Linked DNA regions of Mus musculus: all the other regions are linked to region 4. A link is a contact called in public HiChIP or PLAC-seq and promoter capture Hi-C data. All regions are on one chromosome and are shown on one strand. Each heading gives the region's core, a stretch centred on a gene start, on an enhancer-like site or on the middle of the called end of the contact. The rest is flanking DNA. Distances are from core to core; before and after follow the strand shown.

Evidence for each region. Promoter capture Hi-C pulls out the DNA fragments that hold promoters and counts their contacts. HiChIP or PLAC-seq counts read pairs in DNA pulled down with a chosen protein or histone mark.
Region 1: a contact with region 4 is called in a promoter capture Hi-C map of liver, with 2.2 times the contacts expected there. The contact joins the enhancer-like site here to the promoter of Fndc5 in region 4. A contact is called at or near these places in 10 of 39 promoter capture datasets (the 3T3-L1 cell line, cranial neural crest, embryonic stem cells and 4 more) and 1 of 9 other capture datasets (adipose tissue).
Region 2: a contact with region 4 is called in a promoter capture Hi-C map of liver, with 2.4 times the contacts expected there. The contact joins the promoter of Fam167b here to the promoter of Fndc5 in region 4. A contact is called at or near these places in 3 of 39 promoter capture datasets (hematopoietic stem and progenitor cells and liver) and 1 of 115 datasets of contacts at active chromatin or transcription factors (memory CD8 T cells).
Region 3: a contact with region 4 is called in an H3K27ac HiChIP or PLAC-seq map of embryonic stem cells, with 5 read pairs. The contact joins the promoter of Zfp362 here to the promoter of Fndc5 in region 4. A contact is called at or near these places in 4 of 39 promoter capture datasets (cranial neural crest, embryonic stem cells, hippocampal neurons and 1 more), 7 of 115 datasets of contacts at active chromatin or transcription factors (T-cell acute lymphoblastic leukemia, craniofacial prominence, embryonic stem cells and 1 more) and 2 of 9 other capture datasets (adipose tissue and embryonic stem cells).

Annotation. Positions count from the first base shown.
Region 1 is chr4:129,499,188-129,502,243 of GRCm38.p6, forward strand. No RefSeq gene overlaps it. Among named protein-coding and RNA genes, the nearest start is that of Fam229a, 9.5 kb to the left of the region's middle. Within about 2 kb of position 1,699, at least 310 of the 459 cell types and tissues checked have an H3K27ac peak or open chromatin away from gene starts, as enhancers often do. A contact at or near this core is called in adipose tissue, embryonic stem cells, liver and 2 more, where this site is marked.
Region 2 is chr4:129,577,177-129,579,879 of GRCm38.p6, forward strand. Fam167b (family with sequence similarity 167, member B) reads right to left here and starts at 1,404. Exons shown (of 2, transcript NM_182783.2): 1 at 942-1,404; 2 at 1-119. The coding sequence starts at 1,199.
Region 3 is chr4:128,804,667-128,807,366 of GRCm38.p6, forward strand. Zfp362 (zinc finger protein 362) reads right to left here and starts at 1,446. Exons shown (of 9, transcript NM_001081098.1): 1 at 1,346-1,446.
Region 4 is chr4:129,135,715-129,138,414 of GRCm38.p6, forward strand. Fndc5 (fibronectin type III domain containing 5) reads left to right here and starts at 1,285. Exons shown (of 6, transcript NM_027402.4): 1 at 1,285-1,449. The coding sequence starts at 1,365.

The DNA of each region.
Region 1 (3,056 bases), core at 449-2,948, 360 kb after region 4:
TGTTGACCTGACTGGGAGCTAGAGAAAGGAGGGGCCAAGGAAGGTTTTCTGTTCCCTCAGAGAGAAGCAGGACCAGAGCCTGTTTGCTGATGGGAAGGAGCCATCTTGGAGAGGCTCAACCAAGGAACAAAGAAGGAACTGGGAGAGGGAGGCAGTCCAAGGAGAGAAAAGCGATCCCTAAATCTGGCTATGCAATTGGGGTGAGGGGAGGGCAAGTCGGGACCTGTGCTGGACTCTGGGGGCTCAGAGGAGCTGCCCACTCTCCTCTGAAGCCTGCGTGAGTCACAAGGGGTTAAATAGTCCATATTGGCGGTGTGCAGAAGGGAGCTAGGCCCGGACAGTCCTCAGAATCTCCGGATCAGGAAGCCAGACCCAGCCTGAGCTCAGAGTCCTAAGCGCAGTGCTTCAACCAGGTCAAGGGCACACAGACTTGTTCTAGCCTTTGTCTTCTGCTATCCCTCCCCAAACCTCAGTGCATTCTTCAGAAAAAAGAGTGAATTAGAACAGATGGAGGGTTTGGGGTCCCCACCCCCACCCCAAGACAGGGTTTTCCTGTGTAGCCCTGGCTCTCCTGGAACTCACTCTGTAGACCAGGCTGGCCTCGAACTTAAAGATCCGCCTGCCTCTGCCCCTGAGTGCCGGCATTAAAGGCGTGTGCCATCACGGGCCGGCAGATGAGAGAAATTTGAAACTTAGAATGGTACAGAAGGGAATTATCATGGAGTCTCTCTGTTCTTCAGCGTCGGATGTGTTTGGAACTATACGGTCGGAGAAGGCCTCTGAGATGTGGGCCCCTGTAAACACAATGACAGGGTTGTGGGAATAGAGGCTGAAGGCCTCTGCGTAGGTAGGGTGTGTGTGTCTTTCTTCAGGCTTTCCTGCTCTCAACTCCACCCTTCCTAAAGGCCGTGGGCCTAAGGGACTGAGGGCCTATCTTGGGGAAAGTTGAAGATTCTGGTGGGGGGTTGGGGTGGGGTGCCCACCAAAGATCAACCCTACCCTAACCCCCTCAGCCACCTGACCCGATGTCTCCAGCTAAAAGCAACGGGCCCGGGGGTACTACGGGCTTTCAGACCGCATGTATTAATTAAATAGTCCAACCCCGGGTCAAGAGGACTGGACATGAAGCTATTCATTGAGACTGCTCACTTCTTGGTGAACTTTTTTCTGTCCCAGTGAGCACTGAAGGAGAATGTCACTGGATAAAACACCTTGACCTGGCAGCAGGTCTCGAGGTTGGAGGAAGGTGCCCAGGTCCTTGGGAAGAGGCAAGTGGGGGTGGGGGAAGCCGGAGTTTCCAATTCCTCTCCGGGTGCCTATCTTTCTAGGTCGAACACAGCGACCTCAACCCATGGCGACTCCTTTCTCCCTTGTATCTCCCGAAGTGATCCATCCCGAAATGCCTGGACCAGAAGCTGTACTTGTAGGACTACCACCGCTGGGCCTCTTTGGAGCCCGCCTCTCGCGGAAGCCGGGGAGACTACTGAGCCCGCAGCGTCACCGCCTGCTGGGTAGTGCCTGTCGCTAGCCCGAGCGCAGGAAGCTGCTCTGTCCGGGCCACCGGCCTGGCGACCTGCTGACGGTGAAAGGACCAACGCTGGTTAAGGCACCCAGACTCAGAAGTGGTTCGGGCAACAGGAAGGGGCTCTAGGGGAAAGAAGGTGTGGCCAGAGGGAGAGGGGCGGGGTTCTCGATTGGGAGGCGGGCCCGGGTCCGGCGGAGCCCTGGAGGAAGTCCGGAGGTCTGGACGCGAGGCGGGACCCTCGGGGCGGGGGGCGGGGCCCGAGGGGGAGGGGAAGGACCTGCGGGGGATTCCAACCCTGTGGAAGGGCGTGGCTGGACCTGGGTACTTGTCCTCCCTCGGGTAAAGGGGCGTGGCGTGGACAGCCAGGTCCCCCCACCTTACTGCCCTGCACAGGGCCCTTCGGGTGGAAGCTCTAGTGGCCTGACACTAACTACCAGTTCCTAGCCTGAAGGAAGAAACTCGGTTTCTTCGCACCCATCCAAGCGGGAGTGAGGGGCGGAACTTGGGAGGAGCCATGGTGGGGGTTGGGGAAGGTCGTGGAGCCAGAAAAAGATCCAGCCTCTGGAGCGTTGACCTCCACTCCATGAGTTTTAAAAAGTAATTTCCTTTTTTTTTTTTTTTTTTTTTTGGAGGAGTAGGTGTGAGATGTAGCCTGTGTAGGGAGGTCGGAGAACAACCCGCGGGAATCATTTCTATCCTTCCGCCATTTGGGTGGTTTTGGGGATTGAATTTAAGTCGGAGGGCTTGTTAGCAAATGCCCTCTGAGCTATCTTGCCTGCCCACGAATGTATCTTTGTTTTTCTTTTCTTTTTTCTTTTTTCTTTTTGTATCTTTCTTTTTAAAGGTTGGCAAACATAGGTGAATTAGGATTACTGCCCCTGGGTAGGGGTGCTTTTCTCCTGAGGAAGCCTACAAGGGGAGTGTACTGTTTGGGTTGGGTTGTGAAAGGAGATTGGAATTTTCTGGGAAGGTATGAGGATGGGCATTGCAGAGAGAAAAAAACAGCATTTAAGGAAGCACAGAGGTGGGATACTACCAAGTCAAGGGTGGAGGAGAGATGGGAGATGCCTATTCACCAAAGAAGGAGCTCAAAACAGTTAACAGCCGGGCATGGTGGTGCACAACCTTTAATCCCAGCACTTGGGAGGCAGAGGCAGGTGGATTTCTGAGTTCGAGGCCAGCCTGGTCTACAGAGTGAGTTCCAGGACAGCCAGGGCTACAAAGAGAAACCCTTTCTGGGGGGTGGGGGGGGGGGACACGACACGACACGACGACACCACCACCAACAAAACAGTTAACAGGCTGGAGAGATGGCTCAGCAGCCTACAGTGTTTGCTGCTCTTCCAGAGAGCCTGAGTTTAGTTCACTATGCATGTTTGTGACTCTTCTGACCTCTGAGGGCATCTTCATTCCAGTAATATACACACAGACACACATATATGCAAGAGAGAGAGAGAGAGAATTGACTGGTAGCACAGGTCTTTAATCCCAAGAAGCAGCCCGGTCTACACAGCGAGTTCCAAGACTGCCA
Region 2 (2,703 bases), core at 154-2,653, 440 kb after region 4:
GCCTCATCCAGAAGCTCCTGGTGCAGGTGACAGACTTGGTCCACTTTCAGTCTGTGCAGCCGGGCCCGCAGCCTGAGCAGCTGCCCTGCCAGCTGCCGGTCCTGAGCCCGCATCTCCTGCTGTGACCAAAAGGGGGCGTAAATTTGCTAGATTAGCCTCCGGGCTCACCAGCCCAGCCGCCGGTCCATTTCTGGGAATACTCTTTGCATAGTCCAGCTCGCAATCCCCTTCTCACCTAACTTCATCCGCCTCGGTCTCGCAGATCTTTTTCCGGATGGGTGATTCTCAAGCCAAGCCAAGGAACCGTTAGTATGCAAATATAGACGTCTGGTACGCCATCACAAATTAACTGTGATGACCCGTTGAGCTGAACTGGACATCCTTATGTTTGCACATGGTGGGCTGACAGCTAATATTCAACTCTGCCCTCCTCAGATTATAACTGACAGCAGGGTCGGTTTCTGCTTTTTACTTGACTGTCTCTTCTCTTTAGGGCAGTGGTTCTCAGCCTTCCTAATGCTGGGACCCGTTAATACAGCTCATTTCCTCATGCTGTGATGACTCCCAAGCATAAAATTATTTTCATTGCTACTTTGTAACCGTAATCTTGCCACTGCTACGACTTTTAAATAATTTTAAATATAAATATCTGATATACTGGATATCTGATATGCAACCTGTCTAAAAGTGCTTTTGGATGCCCAAAGGGGTCGAGACCCACAGATTGAGAACCTGTGCTCTACGGTCTACTTCTCCAGATTTGGCTCTGCAAATAAGATAGCGAGCAACTGAATTCCTGGTTCCGTTGTCCTAGGGCACAGCACTGAGGAACTACTGTGGACATTGGTTTGTTCTCATCTCCTTCCAACCTCACAGATTTGGGCCTTTAGAGGGACTGGCTCAAAGACCCCATGCAAGTCCATCTAACCCACCAGACTCACCAGCTCCCGTCTGAGCCACTCAAGCGCAGAATCCATGGAGTCAAAGCCACAGATGGCCCCGGGTCCGACTGGCTCAGGTCTAGCTTGGGCTCTGTACCAAGCCCGGCTCTGGACTCTGGCAGTCCACTCGAGGTATGAGGGCCGTCGGGTCTGCAGTTGAAGCTTGGCAGTCAGGGCCTTCAGAGAATCTAAGCTCTCTTCCTCATCCTCCTCACCCTTCTCTCCCACTGCCTGGAATTTCAGCGGCCCTAGGGACATGGTAGGTCTGTGGTGACCAACGGGACAGTAAGGGAAAGGCTGGCTATTTGGCCGTGTGAGAAGTGAAAGAAGATGAGGTTGAAAAGAATGTGCCAAGAGTGTGTGCTGAATTGAGAAGGTGGGTGAGGGACGCTAAGTGTGCCAGGCTGAGTGAGCAGATGGGTATGTGAGGCTAAGTGTGCAAGAGATGGAATTTTCCTGGTTTGCTAACTAGGGGCCACGTGATGCCCATCCGGGTGGGGGCAGGAGGAGCCCTTCAGATGAATTTTATTGTCTTTGCCCAGATTCAGGTTCCTGGTTCCCAGAAAGGAAGTTGCAGCAGGATAAGAAAAGCATCGTCCACAGCCGGCTTGGCCCTCCTCCCAAGACCCAAGTCAGAGGAGTCAAGGGGAAGAGACAGCTGACTGGCTGGTGCTCTTTCCTCTTTACAGAGCTAGCCCTTCTGCAAGGCAATAGGGTCCAGCTGCCTAGCCTGGGAGTCAGGAGCCCTGGGCCCTGGTGCTACTTTGAGGGGACTTTAGGTAGCTCAGTCACTTCTTGAGCCTCTGTTGTGACAGGTCGGTGACACCAAGTCTTACTCCAACGGCCCTTAGGTTCTGTTGGCAATCACTGAAAAAGCTCTGACTGAAGGAGTTCATCTCATCTCTAATGATGGCCGGCCTAGAACAATGTGCAGGCTTACTATGTAGACCTATGTAGACCAGGATAAGCTTCAACAGAAATTTGCCTCTGCCTCTTTCTCTTCCTCTCTCCTCTTTTCTTTTCTGTTTTCTTTTTTTGAGAGAAGGTTTCTCTTTGTAGCTTTGGCTGGCTTGGAACTTGCTCTGTGGGCCAAGCTGGCTTCAAACTCACAGAGATCCGCCTGCCTCTGCTTCCTGAGTGCTGAGATTAAAGGTGTGTGCCACCACCACCCAGATGTTTCTCAGGTGTCTCTAAACCTCTGTATTGCTCTCAGCAACAAGAGCAGGGCTGGGATTCCGCTCAGTAGTAAAACCTTTCCTAGTGTGCTCAAGGGTTAGGGTTTGCACCAGCAATTAGGGAGAGAGTGGAGGGGTAGGGAAAGAGAGAGAGAGAGAGAGAGAGAGGGAGAGAGAGAGAGAGGAAGAAGGAGAAGAGCGGGGGGGGGGGATAGGGGACTTTCAGGATAGCATTTGAAATGTAAATGAAGAAAATATCTAATAAAAAATTGAAAGCCAGGCGTGGTGGCACACGCCTTTAGTCCCAGCACTAAAGGAGGCTGAGGCAGGTGGATTTCTGAGTTCAAGGCCAGCCTGGTCTACAAAGTGAGTTCCAGGACAGCCAGGGCTATGCAGAGAAATCCTGTCTTAAAAAAAAAAAAAGAAAAGAAAGAAGGAGAAGAGGAGGAAGAGGAGAAGGGGGAGGAGGGAGAGGAGGGAGAGGGGGAGGGGGAGGGGGAGGAGGAGAGAAGGAGAAGAGAAATAGAGCCAGCAGAGGAGCAGTGGCAGCCCAAGTGGAGTTTGCATTCTCTCCAGTGCTCCTTGAC
Region 3 (2,700 bases), core at 196-2,695, 330 kb before region 4:
CCAGCTAAAAACCCACCACTAAGGACATTCATCAACAGAGGCCATCTCTGGAGGCTAAGAAGACCACCCATACCTGAAGGGGGTTCTTCCACTGCAATCAACCAGACTTGCCCCAAGAGGGGGCTACCAAAACTTCCTGTCCACCAAGGGGGCTCTGGCCACCCATGAAGGGGCAAGCCTCCCTCCATCTCCAACACACACACAGCTCCTAAAGGATCCACACTGCTGGAGGACAGGGTGGCAAGAAGGGTCATGTCCTCATGACAGGGATCTTAGCTCCAAACCCTGGGCCCACTTTATGCCCCTAGAGCCAGCCAACTCCCCCAAATCTGGGGCTACAATATAGTTCCTTACAATACCACTTTGATACAGAGCCTCGTCCAAACGACTCCTCCCAAAACCTCTCACCTCAGCCCTACACACACACACACACACACACACACACACACACACACACACACGACATCCCCACCCACGCAGTTCTGGGGAAACCGGCAGTTAACTTTTCCCAAAAACCCTGCAAAGGCGACTAGCTAGGTGGGAAGAAACAGAGAAATGGGCCCCCATATCCTTTCGCGGCATCTCAGGGCCCTCAGGGGAAGAAAAAAAAAATCTTAAAAAAAAAAAAAAGCAAGAAAGAAAAGAAAACTTTCAGAGTTAACTTTAAATTCCCAGCCCCCTCCCCCCAAATCACCCGGCAGCTTCTCTCCCCCTTATTTTTTCCTTTAAAGTGTAATTGTATTGTGTCTCACCTCCCCGAAAGGCTCCCGGCTCTCTCCAAAGAAAAGGAAAAAAGCCAACCCTTCGGGTGCCCCCTCTGCTTCCAGCCGCCTCTCCCACATTCTCAGACAGTTTTATTAAAATCTTCAGACAAAAGAAAAACAAAAATGGCAGCCTGGCTTATTTTTAAAACAGGACAGGGACGCCATATTCTGCAGATCTGCAAAAAAACGGAGAAATCCGGCACTGGCCGCTCCACCGGGCCGGCTGCAAAGTGCGCGAACCGCGCCGTTTGCAATCCGTTTATTTGCATTAAGCCCCATGAATCATTGTTTACCGGAGAATTGCAGCAGGTTTGAATAGCCCGGCTTAGGAAAACACACACGCACACACTCGGAGACGAACCCCAGACACGCCGCGGGAGACGCTGCCTACCCCGCGCGCGCAGCCGCCGCAGCCACGGCCGCCCCGGGGCCCGGCCCGAGGCACCGGCGACCCCCGGGCCCACGCAGCGCGGCCGCCCCGCGCTGACAGCGCTCGCGCCCGCCCGGCCCCCGCCCCGCAACTCGGCGCAACTTTCCCGCGGGCGGGCCCGCTCCCCCGCGCGCCCCGGGCCCGCACGGACCTGGCAGTGCTGGCGGCGCTCCGGGACGCGGCCGCAGCCCCGAGCCCGGCGGCCCGAGTAGGGCCGGGCTGGGGGCTCCCGGCTTCGGCGGTGGCGGCGGTGGCGGCGGCGCGCGGCTGGGGCTCGGTGCGGAGCGGCGCGCAAACCTTCCGGGTCGCCTGCTGTTCACTTCTGGGTTCTGCAGGCGCCGCGGCGGCGGAGGCCGGCTGTGCAGCCGCGCGGCCCCGGCGCGCTGGGCCCCGCGAGCGAGCCGCGTCCGGCCCCCCGCCTCTCGGCTGCGCAGCCCGCCCGGCCCCGGGGCTCCGGCGAGTGGGCAGCGCCCGGCGCTGGCGACGGCGAGGGGAGGGGGCCGGCGGGGCGGGGACGGGCCGCGCGCTGGGGGCCCCCGCTCGGCCCCGGGGCCTCGTCTCGCGCTCGCCGCCGCCGCCGCCAAGGAAAGTTGCGCGGCGCCCCCTGCCCGCGCCGCGCCGCGCCGGAGGCTGAGCCACAAAGGAACTCCGCGCCCCCCTCCGCCCGCCCGAGCCGCGCGGGGAGGGCACCGGCGCCCGGCCCTAGGACAGCCCCTTCCCCAGCACGGGGGCTCCCGGGGCCCGGGCGGCCGCGGCCATTGTCCCGCCCAGACTCCGCTCCCGGGTGGCGGTGGCCTGGGGACCCGGGACTGGCTGGTCACGCTGCTCTCGGGAGGGGTGGGGGTGTCCCTCCTTGGGAAATCGCAAGCTGGTGCAGACCCCCACGGTGCTCCCCCCCCCCCCCACACACACACCCGGTGACAAACGGCCAGGCTCAAGATCCCTGCTAAGATTTTGGTTATTTATTTCTGAAGAAAGGACGTGGGGGCGGGGTGGGGTGCAGAAGTTTGCACAAGCCAGGACACCGCTTCCCAACCCTAGGCCTGAGTCTCAGCGGTGGGGCGACCAGGAGCTGACAGCACTTCTAGAAAGTCTATCAGAGGTGGCACCGCCTGTCCCCCCAGCTCCAGACCTCAGAGCCATCTGCGCGACTCCTCCTCCCGCCTCACCCTCCCCAGCCAATCAGTCACCAAGTCCTCTTGATTCGGCCTCGCGGGCTGTGTCAACTTCTAAACTTCACTTCTACCTGAGGAGGCAGGCATTCCCGATTCCGAACCCGCTTAGATTTCTGTGGCACACTCTGCTGTCCACCTGCAGGCCTAGAGGATCAGGGCTGCCTCTGCCGTCCTAAGCATCCCAGAGAAGGAAGGACACAAAAAACCATCCTGCTTTCTGGGAAGTATAAGTTCATAGGCACGTGCGCTAGTTGGCTGGGAACACAGTTCTAAAAAGTGTGGACAAAGTCGCTGTCCTCGTGAGGATTCCAGTTTAGCACAGGATGTCACA
Region 4 (2,700 bases), core at 35-2,534:
TGAGATGCCTCTCTGGTCTAACCTCACTCCTTAACCTTGGCTCTCTGACTGCGACTCCAGCCCAAGAAAGTAAGAGGCTGAGGCTGGGGAGCCTTCTGCTGTCCTATAGGGATTCTCCTTAGGGCAGGACAGTAAATGTGGGGTGGAGGCTCCTCTCTGCCTCTAAGGCCATCAAAGGAGTAGCCAGAAGGGTGTGTGAGGACAGGCTGGCACCTGGCTGTTCCCAAGGTGATGGAAAAAAAGGGTTATCAACGTGTGCTAATTAGCTGGAGCTATCTGCCACATCTTCCAGCCCCTACCACTTTAGAGCCATTAGCTAAATCACTGCTCAGTCAGGTCAGAATGGATATAGTGGTCCCGAGAGCGTCCAGAAACCACAGCCCTCTGATCTTGGAGAAACACGGTTCCAGATTGTTCTTTTAATAATCTAGAATGTGCCAGTTTTAGAGAGAGAGAGAGATTCTAGATGCTGGAGTGTTGAAGTCACTCTGGGTGAGGAGTGTGTGAAGTTGAGCCCACCTTGGATTCAAATCCTGCCCGTGGTGGGTCCTTGGACAAAACAAGTTACCAAACTGCAGTATCCACCTACATGAGACGCCCCGCAGCAGAGTGGACCTGAAGGGGCTGCAGAGAGAACCAAGTCCCAAACCCAGCCAAGGCCTACAGAGTGTCTGCGCCTGACAGATATTCGCAGTGCTCTCGAGGGGATTAAAAATAGGCACAAGAAAAAGAAAGGACTGGTCTGAGGTCTCAGCTAGACCTCCAGGGAGTCAGAGGAGAGCCTCTTCGGCCCCAGTACACACATTCCCCAGAGTACCGAGTCTGTACCCCCCTTACACTCTACAGCTCGTGTGTGTGTGTGTGTGTGTGTGTGTGTGCCTGGGGTGTGGGCTGGAGTGAGAGATGGGGTACAGATGGGCATCTCCCAAGCACTTGCCCTCCCTCTTCCCTAAGGAAGAGCGGGACCGGGGCCAGGTCAGGGTTAAGGCTGGGACTGACCGCGGCACGGTGCTACGGGTCCTGCATCGGTCAGAGAGCGTGAGCCGCGGGGTCCCCAAAGCCCCTGGCTTCCCGGGAGCCCACAGAGTGAAGAGCGGGGACAGGAGTGGGGGCGCCCTCGGTCCTCACCCCGCCCCCGCCCTCTCCCCGCAGCGGGGGCGCCCCGCCCCCCAGGCGCCCGACGTGGACGCGGCCGCTGCCGCCGCCGCCGCCACCACCGCCGCCGCCACCACCGCCGCCGCCGCGCGGGAGTCGCTGTCCGCGGAGCCGATATGCAGGCGGCGCGGGGCGGCGCGGGGCGGCCGGGCCGGGAGGGCCGCGGGCTGGAGCGTGAGTGCGAGCGGTCACCGGGCCCAGGAGTCGCCATGCCCCCAGGGCCGTGCGCCTGGCCGCCCCGCGCCGCGCTCCGCCTGTGGCTAGGCTGCGTCTGCTTCGCGCTGGTGCAGGCGGGTAAGGGGGCCTGGGGAGGGGGACGAGGGAGGGAACAGCTTCCCCTCCCACGCCGCCACCGGGAAGTCCTCGGTTCCCTTCCTGCTCCCTGAGGACCTCCTGTGTCACCTGGTCCCTACTCTCCTAACCTGACCCTAGCGCCTCCGAACCTTCTTGACCCCTAAACCCGTCCTTCAGCTTCCAAACCTCTGCCAGTCACCTCAGCCCTGAGTTTTTAAAGCTCTTGCGGCTCCTGGTCCCTTCAGGTCATCCCCTAACCCTGAGTCTTTGCCTCAGCCACCTTTTCTGGCCCTGAGAGCAGCTGAGGACACTAGTGCCCCACCTTGGGCCTCCCTCTGTATCCCCAAAGATCTCTCAGGGACCCATAGGCAGCTAGCTGCGCAGGAACGACTATGAAGAGAACTGTAACCTGAGGTTGAAGGGTGTTTGCGGGGACCGTGGGCGGGGGCGGGGGGCGCAAACCCTGCTGCAGTTAGTGTCTGGCCCACCCCATGGGGCTCTGCCTCCCTAGATCACCCCAATCCTGTCCCTCCTGGCAGCTGTTGCTGCCTCCCTCTCTTTCTCGCCCTGCTTCTGTCTCCTTGCCTGTCTCCAATGTTCCACTTGTCTGCTCTCTGGTTCTGTGACCTCAGCCACCTGTCTGTGTCCTTCTGTCCCTTTCCATCTGAATGTCTGGCATAATCCTGAAGCCTTGAGTCCACTTGTCTGAGGGGTATGGGGCTACTGCTCAGGGCCAGGGCTTCTAATCACAGCCCCTGCCCTCTTGCATGATATAACCCCGTGTGACTCTACTCCCCTCTCCTGGAAGGTCCTTTCTGCCCTGCTCCTCTACTGCTCTCCCACTTATCTCTGACGTTTTCCCCATTCACCATCTTCCTTCACCCAGAAGGCCTTGCGCTATCTTGGTGTCTCTCCACCAAGGGACCCTGTTCTGAATGTCCCCTCTTCTCTAACTTCCTCTATTCCTCGCACGTGAGGACCCACAGAGTATGGAGAGGCTCACATAGACCCTTCCCCTTAGGCGCCCTCTGCCCAGCTTACCATGTGAGGTTGCCCCTCAGCTCCATGCCAGGGCTCAGCCCCTCCTGGCTCTTCATCTCAGGGTCTGTCTCCTTCCCTCAAGGTCACTCACTTGACAACATGAGGCTATAGAAAGTGCAATGGACTAGGAGTCCTTGTGGCTGCTTTTTCTCAAGCTAATCAGCTCCTGAACTCCATTCAGCTATTCCTCGCTCGGTGCCCAACCACCTA